Linked DNA regions of Mus musculus: region 1 is linked to region 2. The links are chromatin contacts, called in public Hi-C maps. All regions are on one chromosome and are shown on one strand. Each heading gives the region's core, a stretch centred on a gene start, on an enhancer-like site or on the middle of the called end of the contact. The rest is flanking DNA. Distances are from core to core; before and after follow the strand shown. Region 1 overlaps Cacna1a (calcium channel, voltage-dependent, P/Q type, alpha 1A subunit). Region 2 has its middle 6.3 kb from the start of Mir181c.

Region 1 (6,098 bases), core at 2,232-4,731, 330 kb before region 2:
TTTTTGGTATCAGGACCTCCAAAGCCCATGACATCACATAGGTGGGACCCGCACACCTGTTGCCAAGGCAACAGCCACCATATTCCCAGAATCCATTTGGCTCACCTCCTACCATTACTCTGATTACATCATCATCTATATATAAAGAAATCCCCCCATCTCTCTCTCTCTTCCCCCCTTCTCTTTCCACCATCACCTTGTCCCTCTCTCTTCCAATAAACCTTACATGGAACTGTTTGGCCTGGTGAGGTCCTTCTGAAGCTATGTGATGGTCAAGCTCATAACAGCTTTGGTTAGTCTAGTCAGCCAGCTTGCCTAGGAATCCCATCTCTGTTTCCTGAGCACTGCAGTTACAGGCAGTGCTCTGCCCACTTGGCATTCATGTGAAGATTCACACCTGGTCTTCACACTTATGAGACAAGCACTTTATCTACTGAACCATCTCCCCAGCCCAAGCAACAGATCTGGTTCTCCTCATGCAGTCTGTCTTCCATCTCTGTAGTCAGAAAATGACACACAACTGCACCAAGCTCACTCAGAACACCTCTTACCGATGCTCCCTGAGCTACACAGCATGAACCACACCTATAGTATCCATGTAGCAGAGGTTGGCACAAAATGATTTAGAGAACATGGGGAGCTGTTCAGGTTCCACCCCATTTCACCTGGGACCGTGGTGTCACAGGGGCTCTATAACCAATGACCCACGGCTGCTGAGGGATGACTCCACTGGTGTAAATGAGCGGCAGGAAGATATGCCAAGCCACAGAAGGGCTCGTGGACGAGAGGTGAAGAATTGTGACTAAAGCTGAAGGCAGGACAGGTACCTTTTCAGGTGAGATGCTTTCCAAGTGTACACACTTCAAAGTGACTAAATCAAATACACTCTGTGCTTCTAGAATCTGGGTGTCGGTTATGTGTTATAGAACTGGTGAGCCAGCCATGGTCTGTGACCACAACCTGGCTCCTCTCTCAGTTGGTGGCTACCTAATGGGGGTAGGGAATACTGAATTCAGGATTACACACTGAAACCAAACTTAACACACAGCTGAGGTACCAATAGGAAGTAGTGCCTATGTACCAGTTAGAAGTCCACAGCTTGGCTTCCTGGGACTTTCAAAGACTACCAGGAAAGGTGTTGTCCCCAGCTCAGGGATCCCCTCCCCCTGCCCCTGTGTGTGTTCCAGCAGCACTTACATTGTAGAGGAGATCAGTCCAGCCTTCCATGGTGATGCACTGGAAAACAGTGAGCACAGCAAACAGGATGTTGTCGAACTGAGTGATGCCGTTGTTGGGCCCTTCCCAGTACGGCTGACATTTGGTCCCGTTGGGGCAGGTGCGGGCAGGCTCCTCTGTCCCACACGGAGCTGGCGACTCACCCTGGATGTCGTCTAGGAAGGACATAGTGGAGAGTAAAGGGGAGAAGGGAAAACCAACTGAGGATGGGAAACCATAGTAACTGGGATGAGATGACATCAGCGTTTGGTTTTAGATCTCTTAACTACTGTCCGCATCACTACATATTTCAACGCTCATTTGTTTTTTCCTGTTTTCTACCAGTTTAACTCTCTTTCCTTTTCTTTCTTTTCTGAGACAGGGTTTCTCTGTATTGTCTTGGCTGTCCTAAAACTTGCTCTGTAGACCAGCCTATCCTTGAACTCTCCCTGCTTCGGCTTCCTGAGTGCTGGGATCAAAGGTGTGTGCCACCACCACCTAGCCTCTGTTCTTTTCTTAACCTGTTGAAACTGAATCTTTTTCTTTAAGACTACAAGTTGTCCTTCCAGAGTAGCTTTGACTGCATCTCAGAAACAATGTCATGGTCATTCTTCATTATTGTGAAAATAATCCCTATGGTGGTGTGAATAGCAATTGTCCCTATAGATTCTTGTGTTTGAATGCTTGGTCACCAGGGAGTGGCACTATTGGGAGGTGTGGCCTTGTTGGAAGAAGCATGTCACTCAGGGTGGGCTTGGAGGTTTTAGAAGCTCAAGCAGGGCCTAGTGTCTCTTTCTCTTCCTGCTGCCTACTGATCCAGATGTAGAACTCTCAGCTCCCTCTCCAGCACTATTTCTGCCTGCATGTTGCCATGCTTCCACCATGATGATAATGGACTGAACCTCTGAACTGTAAGTCAGCCCCAATTAAATATTTTCCTTTGTAAGAGTTGCCGAGGTCATGATGTCTCTTCACAGCAATAAAACCCTAACTAAGACAATTCCCAGTTTCCACTATTATTTCTCCTTTGACCAATGGGTAACTAAGAAATATTTCTCTGAGGGGGAAAAATGAGAGAGAGAGAGAGAGAGAGAGAGAGAGAGAGAGAGAGAGAGAGAGAGAGAGAGAGAGAGAGAGAGAGAGAGAGAGGAGACAGAGATGACTTCCCATGTGCTATCACTGATTACAACATCAAGTGATCCTGGGCCAGCCTTGCTCATGTCCAGGCCCCCTACACTCAGACCACTCCCTAGACTACTGTAAGAACAATCCCCCACACCAGGGAGTCTCATCTGCAAACAGAACAGAAGCCTCCTGGTTTTCAAGTGCTTGTAGCTCTTTCCTTCTGGGCTTCATTGGCAGCCATGGGACCCAGCAATCTATGCTGCATCTTTGCAGTCTTTAACAACTGAGATGTGGTCTGTGATCCACAGCATGGTCAGAGCAGGGCACCATGAAATGCATGTCATCTGGGTGTGCTTCTCGAGCCATGCTGAGTGTTTTTCTTTATGACATGCATGGGGCCCTGGAGAGAGGCACAGGTGCACACAGTTCCCACCCTTACCTGAGGGTAAGGTAATTATTGTGACACACCAGGAATGCCAAGGGATCCTGCTTAGCACAGAGCCAAAGAAGCCTGCATGGAGGAGCGGACTGTACAGGTCACATTCAAATCCTTTCATATTGAAGTGAACAGGAGGCATGGTGTCCCCACAGCTAACACCTGGCTCAACCTGGCCACAAAACCACTGTGTAGTTCTGAATCTTGGAAAACCTCCTGCTACACCCCCCAGGGATGAGATGGCTAGTTTGAGAAGGCTTAAAAAAAAAAAACCAAACAAAAGACATGTTTGAAAACAAACAAACAAACAAACAACAATAACAACTGCCAAGTCTCTAAAAGCTCCAGTTTCCACTTGACAGAAATCCATTTCCTGTGTGCAGCTGGCTTTACTGAACCTACGCCAACTGCCATGCAGGGAAGGCAGACGGTATGCATCCCACCAACAAAAGGATATGTGCTAGGGGTAGTGAGTGGCTCACACCTGCCACCCCTGCACCCAGGAGGTTGAAAGATGACTGGTTTCAGGCTAGCCTGGGCTATACAGTGAGACAAAGACCAAACCAACTGAAAATAAAAAAAAAAATTAAAAGCACAACAAATGATAAAGCAGACAAAGGCAAAAAGAAAAAAAAAGGCGTTGCTTCTAGCTTGGATGGTAGATTGCTCGGACACAGTTCAGATAGGAGAGTGGGATCTTTAAAGCTTAAGACTCAGGGCAGGAAGAGAAACTCTACAGAGGCCCTACTGGGAAGATCATCATTGTCTCTAGAACTTTTTCTACCCCACTTACAACCCAAATCTGGCTTATGTGAAGCTCTCTATGTATACCCAGTAATTCTGGGGTCCTCCTGCCCTTATTTTTCCTGTGAGCGGGGAGCACTTGGCCTCCCTGCCTAGAAAAGTCTGCAAACCAGGGTCTTGTTCATCCAGGATTCTGAAAACTCTTAGAAAACAGGAAGCATTCCACTTTGTCTTGGAGTCTGTGAATGTGTGGGATGGCTGTGGGTGACAGGAAGTGGGCTCCCCGCGCCTGTGGCTGGGAACCACCTATCTTTAGCAACAGCATCCAGAGGTGTGCTCGACCCCAGCCCCCTCAACCCTAGCCGTCCGCCAAGCACTCCCAGGGTTGATTCGAGAAACACAGCCATCCGGAGTCGGAGAAATTCAGCTATAAATATATTTTAAAATTAGCCTGCTGCCGGGGCGTCTGTATATATCTGTCTCTTACTCACACATCTTACAGTCTTAATCGGGAGCTCTTTGGATCGCCTCCCGAATCCAGGCTGCTGTCCTCCATGGCTCCACCTACATCTGTCCCCCCACAACCCCACTGGGACCCCAGCCAGCCCTGGATGGAAAACAAAACAAAAACAAAAACACCCCAGAAAGCTCATACAGCCTAAGTTCCTGAGCCCTAAGTCTGGGTGGTTCTGTGTATGGCTGACAGACACACACACTCTCTCTGTCTTCCGCCTGGGTGAGGCCAGGTGCAGAAATAGATCTGCCTCAATTAACACCTTCTTCTTTGGAGAAAGAAATAATTAGGCCATTCCGTATTGAGAGAACTTCACAAGCCTGGGAAAGAAGGAGCAGGAGGAGGAAGAAGTGAAGTCCCGAGGCTTCTAGAACAGCCTTCCCAGCTGGGACCAGGCCAGGGCATTGTCTCTGTGGACCTGCTTGGGGTGGGTGCGTGGAGCTGGGACAAGGCCACTTCTGTACACACTATTCTTCCCTGGCTGCCTTTCCTGAAAAGGTCCCACACCTCTCTGCCCATGGGTTCACTCTTTCTCTGGCTCTGGAAACCTAGGCTGTCTGCTCTGGGGTAGGTGGTTCAAGTCCTGAAACACAGGCACCATCTTCTTGTTTGGCTCTTCTTCATTCTGGGACACCAGGCAGCTCAATTCTGGAGAATCTGGGATCGGACCGGGATGCATCTGGTCCAAATGTGGATGCAGCCTATGCCTTCTGTATTTGCTCGGACTTGAGCCCAAGCTGCACCTTCATGCTGATCTCTGTGGGACCCAAACCACAGCTCCCTCTGGACACAGCCTCCTAAGGGTTAACCAAAGCACAATGGGGCACAGGGCTCTGATTGGGCAGGCAGGCAGCACCTGCTGGTGCTGGGTTCTGACTGAAGAAGCCAGGATCCTATCAGGCAGGGTTCCCACTGCCTGGGACCTGACCTGTCAGGTGCTGGGTTCTAAGGGAGAAGGGCAGGGCCATCTCTTGTTCATACTCTGTTGCCTTGCCCTGCCCTCCTGCCTGTGATGGAAGGGCATCTCTGCTGTTTCCAGACACTGTAGCATTTCCTGTGTTCATGGGGAAAACCGCTCAAGAGCACACCCTCAGCCCAACTTCTAGGGGTATCTCAGGGATCATTCTTAAACAAACGACTTGTCCCCTGGGTTGCCTTCCAGGGTACCCCAAACCCAACGCTGCAGCTGCAATTGAGGTATCAGAGGCAGTTGTGGCTGGTGTCTTTCCTGTAGGCAGTTTAGCTATGCTGGGGATGTATCCAGGGTTTCGTGCATGTTCGGCAAGACCTCAATCCCCCAACAGCCTTCCTTTTCTTCTTCTTTTCTTTTTGTCAAGTGTAGTGCTGGCTGTCCTGGAACTAGCCTGCAAACTGGCTGGCCTCCAACTCAGAGATCCACCTGCTTCTGCCTCCCAAATTCTGGGAATACAGGCACGCATCCCTAGCTAACACACAGCTTTGTTTCTGTGGACTGCAAGCAGGCCCTCTGCTGTGTAGTCGCAGTGCCGAGTCTCAGCTGCCCTGGGGTTGGGAGGACCAATGTCCTTGTCTGTCCTTTCTGGAGCTTTGTCCCCTGAGGAAAACCTCACATCCAACACCTCGGACCTACCTGTCCCCTCTTCAAAGCAGGTGGTATGAAATTTCCCCATATAAAATTCTAACCCTATGATTGCAAAAATAAGGATTGCAAAAAACAGGAGGAGGCCGATCTGCAGCAGAGGGATCATCGCCTTCATGATTGACTTCAGGACGACTTGTAAACCTGTGGAGACACAGAGAGGCCGGTCTGTAAGCAAGCACCCCGCCAAGTGCCACCCATGGAGCCCAGTGTGGGGCTGGCAGAGAGGGAGGTGGTCACAGCCCCCCAGGAAAGGCCTTTTTGGTTATAAAACTTTAAAGATATTTATTATCTACTTTGAGGAGTTTTAGGGCCCAAAGGGTGGCTAGCCAGGGCTTTCTAAGCCATTTTCTGGGCTGTTCAGTAGCTTCCTTCCAAAAGGGGGTGCTGTTTCCCTAAATTGCCCCAAGCCAAAAGAGCCCCATTTTCCCTTCATCCAAAACCTC
Region 2 (6,738 bases), core at 708-3,207:
TTGGAAGTGGAAAAGAATGAAGAGGGGAAAGGAGGAAAAAGAAAAAAGGTAGAAAAGGAAAGAGGTGGGAAGGAAGGGGAAGAGATGAGACAAGACTGTCTTTTTTTCCTAAAGATTTATTTATTTATTGTATGTGAGTGCACTGTAGCTGTACAGATCGATGGTTGTGAGCTTTCATGTGGTTGTTGGGAATTAAATTTTAGGACCTCTGCTTGCTCTGGTTGACCCCGCTCGCTGTAGCTGACTTCAGACAAACTAGAAGAAGGCATCAGATCTCATTATGGGTGGTCGTGAGCCACCATGTGGTTGCTGGGATTTGAACTCAGGACCTTCAGAAGAGCAGTCAGTGCTCTTACCCGCCCAAGACTGTCCTTAAAGAGCTCACATAAGCACTCATATAAAAAGGAGACTTGGGCTGATGAGAGAAGGCTCGGTAGGTTAAAAAGCACTTGGCACCATGACTGATGTCCCGAGTTCCATCTTCAGAGGAAGGAGAGAAGTGACTCTTGCAAGGTGTCCTCTGAACACATACATATGTGAGAAAAATGTTTGAAAAGTCTCACCATGTAACCTTGGCTTGCCTAGAACTTGCTTGCTATGTGACTAGGCTGGCTTCAAACTCGAGGCTCATTTTGTCTTTGTCTCCAGAGTGCCAGAATTAAAGGAAATTGTAGAAAAGTCACAACAGCCATGTTTGTAGCACAAGTGTGTGATCCCATCTTGGGGAAGTGGAGACAAAAGGACCTCTGGGGCTCTCAGGAAAGCCTAACAGGGGCCCCAGGTTTTACTGTGCTCAAAAGCAAACTAGTGGTAGATGTGGTACAAGCCTTCAGTCCCAGCACTAGAGGTATACAGACCCCTGGCAGAAGGAACGAACAACTTATGCCCAGGCCCTGTTCAGCTTAAGGCCTGACAGCAGGACAGAGGGAGATGTGGGCTATGGAGAAAGTGAGGGCCAGCAGGGTCAGGGGAACAATATGTGGCCTTGTGCAAGTCATTGCCTTTAGTTCTGAGGAGCAGTTTTGGGTGGGCCAAGCGCCCTCTGGTGGTCATGAGAGAACAGCCGGAGAGGGCGAGAAGAACAGGCAGGTATCAAAGTACTTTGTCCAAGAGAGATGGTATGAGGCACACGGTGAGAGCTCTAGAAAGAAGCAAGATTCGAGATGCATACACAGGAACAGAAAACCTAACTTGAAAATTCGCTGCACCTTTCTAAAGGTTTTGGTCTCCGCAGCTGGGAGCATGGTGCTGGCTTTACTGCAGACAGCACAGGTGGCAGAAGCTGGCTCGAGACTCTATGGCCAGCATCCTTCTAGCCCTACGTGTCTCCGCCGGAGCCTCACAGGGGTGCAGAGAAAACAGCCCCGTACTTCCTGGATGTTTTCTAAGTGTGCGAGCCGCATGCTTTTGAGCACCCGTGAGCGACGCCCAATGCTGCCGACTCAGGGACTCTGGGATGCCGAAGCCCAGGGCAGTCACATCTGGGTCCCCAAGGAGACCCAAAGGCTGGGATGCCGCAGGACATTATCGGGAAGAACGGGAGCCTTCTCGACGGTGACCCAGACACGGGCTTGCCTTGCTGCTCCCTTTCTATCCTGAGCTCCTAAGGCGATGACAACCGGAACGTAGACTGGTCCCTGACTAGCAGTCAGAGATTCTCTCTCCGAACATTAACCGGTTCCGGAATGCATAGGCGCCTGCCTAGGTCCCCTGAATACACTACAGGAAGAGAAAGCAGACATCCGGAGAGAGGCCTTAGAGTGAGTCTGGAGCAGACTTAACTTCTAGGAATGGGGTGGGGTTATTTCGGAAGAGCCTTTTCATCGTTTTAGCGCTGGAGGGTAGGGGGCACTTCCCAGGCTACGCAGGAGGTCGAGGCAGAGTCCTTATTTGCAGTGGGAGGGAAAGCTGACTGAAGGGCATCCTGACCCAAAAACAGAGCGCTGGAGTCTGCTGCCCCCTACAGGACACTAAGCAGGCAGGAAACCCCAACCTCGAAAAGGACAGACTCCTTGGCTGCTGTGACAGTATTGCCTAGGGCAAAAGGCTTGCCTCTCTGAGACTCAGTGGTCCACCTGTGAATAGGACAATATCCCCTTAACTGACTTTGCTGGTTTGACTCTGACATGCCAGTCTTTGTAGCTCTGAGGGAGAGTCCAAAAGAAAGTTGAGGAACCTGTCCAAGGGTTGTCTCTCCAAACAGACATACAGAGTGAGTAAATGGGCGAGGAATGAACAGGCACCATGTATTCCAAAGCCATACTCCCAGGCTGAGCATGGCAGCGATGCCTGTAATCCCAGCACTTGGGAAGTGGAGGCAGATCAGAGATTCAAGGTCAATCTTGACTTTGTGGAGGGGTGTAGGAAAAAGACACATTGAGGCATTAACAACGCTGACTTCATCTATGAAGGCCCAATTACTATTACCTGTTTTGTTTTAAGATTTATTTATTTTGCCGGACGTGGTGGAGCACACCTTTAATCCCAGCACTCAGGAGGCAGAGGCAGGTGGATTTCTGAGTTCGAGGCCAGCCTGGTCTACAGAGTGAGCTCCAGGACAGCCAGGGCTACACAGAGAAACCCTGTCTCGAAAAACCAAAAAATAAATACATAAATAATTTAAAATAAAAAATAAAATAAATAAATCTTTTTTTTTTTTTTTTTGGTTTTTTCGAGACAGGGTTTCTCTGTATAGCCCTGGCTGTCCTGGAGCTCTCTGTAGACCAGGCTGGCCTCGAACTCAGAAATCCACCTGCCTCTGCCTCCCGAGTGCTGGGATTAAAGGCTTGCACCACCACGCCCGGCTGATTTATTTATTTTAAAGAGTTATTATGTATACAGTGTTCTGCCTGCATTTATGCCTGCAAGGCAGAAGAGGGCACCAGATCACATTATAGATGGTTGTGAGCTACCATGTGGTTGCTGGGAATTGAACTCAGGACCTCTGGAAGAACAGCCAGTGCTCTTAACCTCTGAGCCATCTCTATAGCCCCAGCATTTTGTTTCATTGTTTTGTTTTTGTTAGGACAGGATTTCTCTGTGAAGCTCTGGCTATTCTAGAACTCACTCTGTAGACCAGGCTGGCCTCAGAACTCAGAGATCCCCCTGCCTCTCCAGTGCTGGGACTAAAGGCGTGCGCCACAACCCAGCTGGTGTTCCTGTTTTTTATTTTCTTTGAGACTGAGTTTCATGTAGCTCAGGCTGGCCTCAAGTTCTTTGTAGGCAATGCTGACCTTGATCGGATGCTCGTACCTCTATTTCCAGAGTGCTGCACCACCTTGCTTCTTTTGTGCTGTGCTAGGATGGAACCCAGGGCTTTCTGCATGCTGGCTTAGCACTCCACCAACTTGAGCCGCACCCTCAACCCCCAAATTACAATGCACTCCCATTTATTTCCTCGCATACGCCTTACTCTGAACCCCAGAGAATTTTCCTGGGCCAGTGGAGACTTGTCTAAGTAGGAGGATGTCTGGAAGCCTATCAAGGAGAAACTGAGGCAGGAATGCAGTAAGGAGTTAAAGGAAGGCAGGCAGCCGACAGGAATCCCAGCGCTGCAGGCCCACAAAGGTAACAGCCTGGGTTTGAGGGGGGCTAAAGTCTTCAGCCCCCGGACTTGAGAAGGGCAAACATACATGCAGTATAATGTTGGCTCAGCCCCAGGCTGGTTTGACCTTCCTCTCAACTGAGCCTGTGCAGGACTGGGTATGTTTGGGAGCACTTGGAGGTCTGTGTGAAGATTCCAGAGCCGCTCAGCAGTGCTCTCTTCCTGTGGTGCTCAGGGTAGCTGCCACTTTGGGGTTCTGCATATGCATCTCTGACAGATCTGGAGTCCTCTTACCCCTGTGTGTGCCCATCCCAGGAAGAGCTTGTACAAGACCATATGTGCATGTGTGTGTGTGTGTGAGAGAGAATGTGTGTGTGAGTGTGAGAAAGTGTCTGTGTGTTTCTGTGTGTGTGTGTGCTCCAACTTCCAAGAAGCAAGTGTTAGGTGCCTGCCTACCTTGTGGTCCTGCTTCTCTCTGTAACCATGTAAGGCTGAGGTGTGTATTTGTGTACCCATTAGTTGTGAGTGGCGGAGACTGTGTCTGTTGGACCCTGTGGACATGTTTTGTTTTTTTGTTTGTTTTGAGACAGAACCTATAGCTCTGGCTTGTCTCAAACTCACTCCTTAGTCCAGGCTGGCTTAGAATCGCGGTACTCCCGCTTCAGGCTCCTGAGTCCAGCATTACCAGTGTGGACGGGCTCACCAGCTGTGTTCTGTACATCTTAGGTTTTTCCGAAAATCTTCGGGTTTTCCTAGGCTATGCCTGGGTTGTGTGTACATGGTGGGGTGTGATCTGTGAACCTGGGCTCTGGCTAGGTATATTCAGTTCTAAGAACATTCCGTGCTGTCCCTCAAAGAGGCGTCTGCCGCTCCCAGGTGTCCCTACGTGTGTGGCCGCCACCCCCTTCGTCCGGCGGGTGTACGCCCCAAGGCCCCCCTCGCACCTTCCCTGTCTGTGGCCCGCGTGCCTTTGTGCGCGCGTGCTCCCGCCGAGCCAGAAGGGCTGCATGCATCCCAGGTCCCTGCCCGCGCCCCGAGTCCCCCTCGAGCTGCAGCGTGGAGTACGAGGGCTTGCAGGCGGCCCGGGGCGCGCACGGCCGCAGCTGGACCCACCGGCCGGTGCCGCGCGGGGGCCTCGGGGGCGCGGGCGCGTGGCCGCGGGTTCGAACCGCTCGGTCCCTTCCCGCGCGAGCGGCCGGGTGGGCTCCCGGACCCTGGCGGAGCGGAGGGCGCTGCGGCGGCGGAGACGAGGTGAGCGCGGGCCGGGGCGGGGGGCGCACCTGCCGGTCACGGCCACGGCCGAGGCCTCCATTGTTCCCGGCCGTGTGGCCCGGGACGCCGCCTGCACCCGCCGCGGTCGCGAGCGCCTGGGCCGGGCCGACCGGGGCGCTTTGTTCTCGGGGCGCGGGGCGGGAGGCTGCCTCCGGGGGTACAGACCGCATCTGCACGGTGATCGTGGGGACAAGGTTTGCCGACTAGATCCCACCCTCCAAAAGTGGCTGCAGAAAGGAAAGATGGCCCCGATTACTCTTGCTGAGGAGCCCTAGCTTTAAAGCGACCGGGCGCCTTTCCAGGGGACCTCTCCCCGGAGGGCATGCATGCTGGGGCTGGGGGCCGCAGAAGCCACTTCTTGAGCTAACTGGGGGCTGAGAAAGTACCCCCATCACACTTGGGTTGCCCCATTTCCTTCCCACCCATCCCCCACCTCTCACAGCCGCACTTGCCAAACCAAAATTAGTCTCAAGTCATCAGACAAAGTCCTAAAAGCCACCCGCACGACACAGACACACACTATCCCATTAATAATCTAATTTCCTAAGCACACAGTCAACCACAACACTGACACTCGTGTACACACTGCACCCACAAAGGCCAGGAACATACCCCTGCAGAGGAACAGTCACTAGTGGAAGGTTGGGCACAATGTAGAGACACACCACACTGGTAGTGCCCACCCTCACCTGGTCACTCACACATCTAGAATAACTGACAACCACAGGTGCAGGACGGTCCCTGTAGTAACTTGGTGTGCAAATAAGGACACCCCTCGTGAGCTCAAAGCCGGTCCCAGCTATCCTGACACAGAAACACCAGAACACAGGTGTGCATGTTGACACAGATACCCATAGAGACAGTCACTCATAAAGCCATGACTCCTTATGGAGGTAGACCTGGTGGCACAGGCCAGTCCTCCTAGCCCTTGGGAGAGTGAGACAGGAGGATGGGAAGCTCAAAGCCTACTTGAGTTTCAGAGTGAACCTGAGGTCTTCCTGGGCAATTTAGAGACTCTGTCTTTAAGAACAGTGGAGCCCAGAAGTGATAGAGCACAGTTTTAATCTCACATCTGGGAGGGAGAAGCAGGCAGGTATTCTGAGTTCCTGGACAGCCTGGTCTATATACTGAGTTCCAGGCCAACCAGGGGTATACTGGGGAACACCATCTCAAACAGCAAACAAACCTAGACAAAGATCAACATCAAAAGTGAGCTGAGCATGGATGTTGCTTAATGGTAAAGCGCTTTGCTGATCTGGCAGGATCACAGGGCCCTGGGGTTTGGTTCTCGAAGTCAAAACAAACAAACAAACAAACAATGGAGCTTACCCACCTACTGGCATGGATGTCTGAGGACAGTAACGGTCACTTGCATACATAAAGACATAGACCCACAGGGAAAGGACACTCAGAGGTAGAGTCAAAAATGCAATATTTTGTTGTTTTTACTGAAACAGAGTCTTGGGATGTAGAGCCCTGCCTGGACTGAAACTTTATGTATAGATCAGGCTGGTCTCAAATTGAGAGATCTGTCTGCCTCAGCCTCTTGAGTGCTGGGATTATTAAAGTCATTCAACACCATGCCCAGCCTTTTTTTTTTTTTTTTTTTTTTTAAGATTGGCCTGCATCTGCCAGGTACAGAGGTGATAGGCTCTACAGCCACTGTGTCCAGCAACACTTATTGAGCAGTTATTATGGGACACACCTATGACTCACAGTGAATTCCCTGCCTTAACAGAGTTGGTATTTGAGTGGGAGACTGGCCCTGAAAGACACCATCCTTATCAGCTGACAGATTATAGTCACCCAGTTACTCTTGACAAACCCCGCATCCATACATACATCTGTGCACACATAGACCACAATTGGACACAATGAGCTTGACACACCCATCCACCTACAGTGTTGACATCACACATAAA

What was found. A called contact is a pair of places that touch in the nucleus more often than the background predicts.
Region 1: a contact with region 2 is called in a Hi-C map of cerebral cortex, with 1.9 times the contacts expected there. The contact joins two enhancer-like sites. A contact is called at or near these places in 8 of 39 promoter capture datasets (the 3T3-L1 cell line, 3T3-L1-derived adipocytes, the C10 cell line and 4 more), 3 of 484 Hi-C or Micro-C datasets (bone marrow-derived macrophages, brown adipocytes and cerebral cortex), 2 of 115 datasets of contacts at active chromatin or transcription factors (both in embryonic stem cells) and 1 of 9 other capture datasets (macrophages).

What each region holds. Positions count from the first base shown.
Region 1 is chr8:84,518,309-84,524,406 of GRCm38.p6, reverse strand. It overlaps Cacna1a (calcium channel, voltage-dependent, P/Q type, alpha 1A subunit), which reads right to left. Exons shown (of 47, transcript NM_007578.3): 5 at 5,644-5,796; 6 at 1,198-1,391. Among named protein-coding and RNA genes, the nearest start is that of Gm32854, 67 kb to the left of the region's middle. Within about 2 kb of position 3,481, at least 31 of the 459 cell types and tissues checked have an H3K27ac peak or open chromatin away from gene starts, as enhancers often do. A contact at or near this core is called in cerebral cortex, where this site is marked.
Region 2 is chr8:84,181,855-84,188,592 of GRCm38.p6, reverse strand. No RefSeq gene overlaps it. Among named protein-coding and RNA genes, the nearest start is that of Mir181c, 6.3 kb to the right of the region's middle. Within about 2 kb of position 1,957, at least 207 of the 459 cell types and tissues checked have an H3K27ac peak or open chromatin away from gene starts, as enhancers often do. A contact at or near this core is called in cerebral cortex, where this site is marked.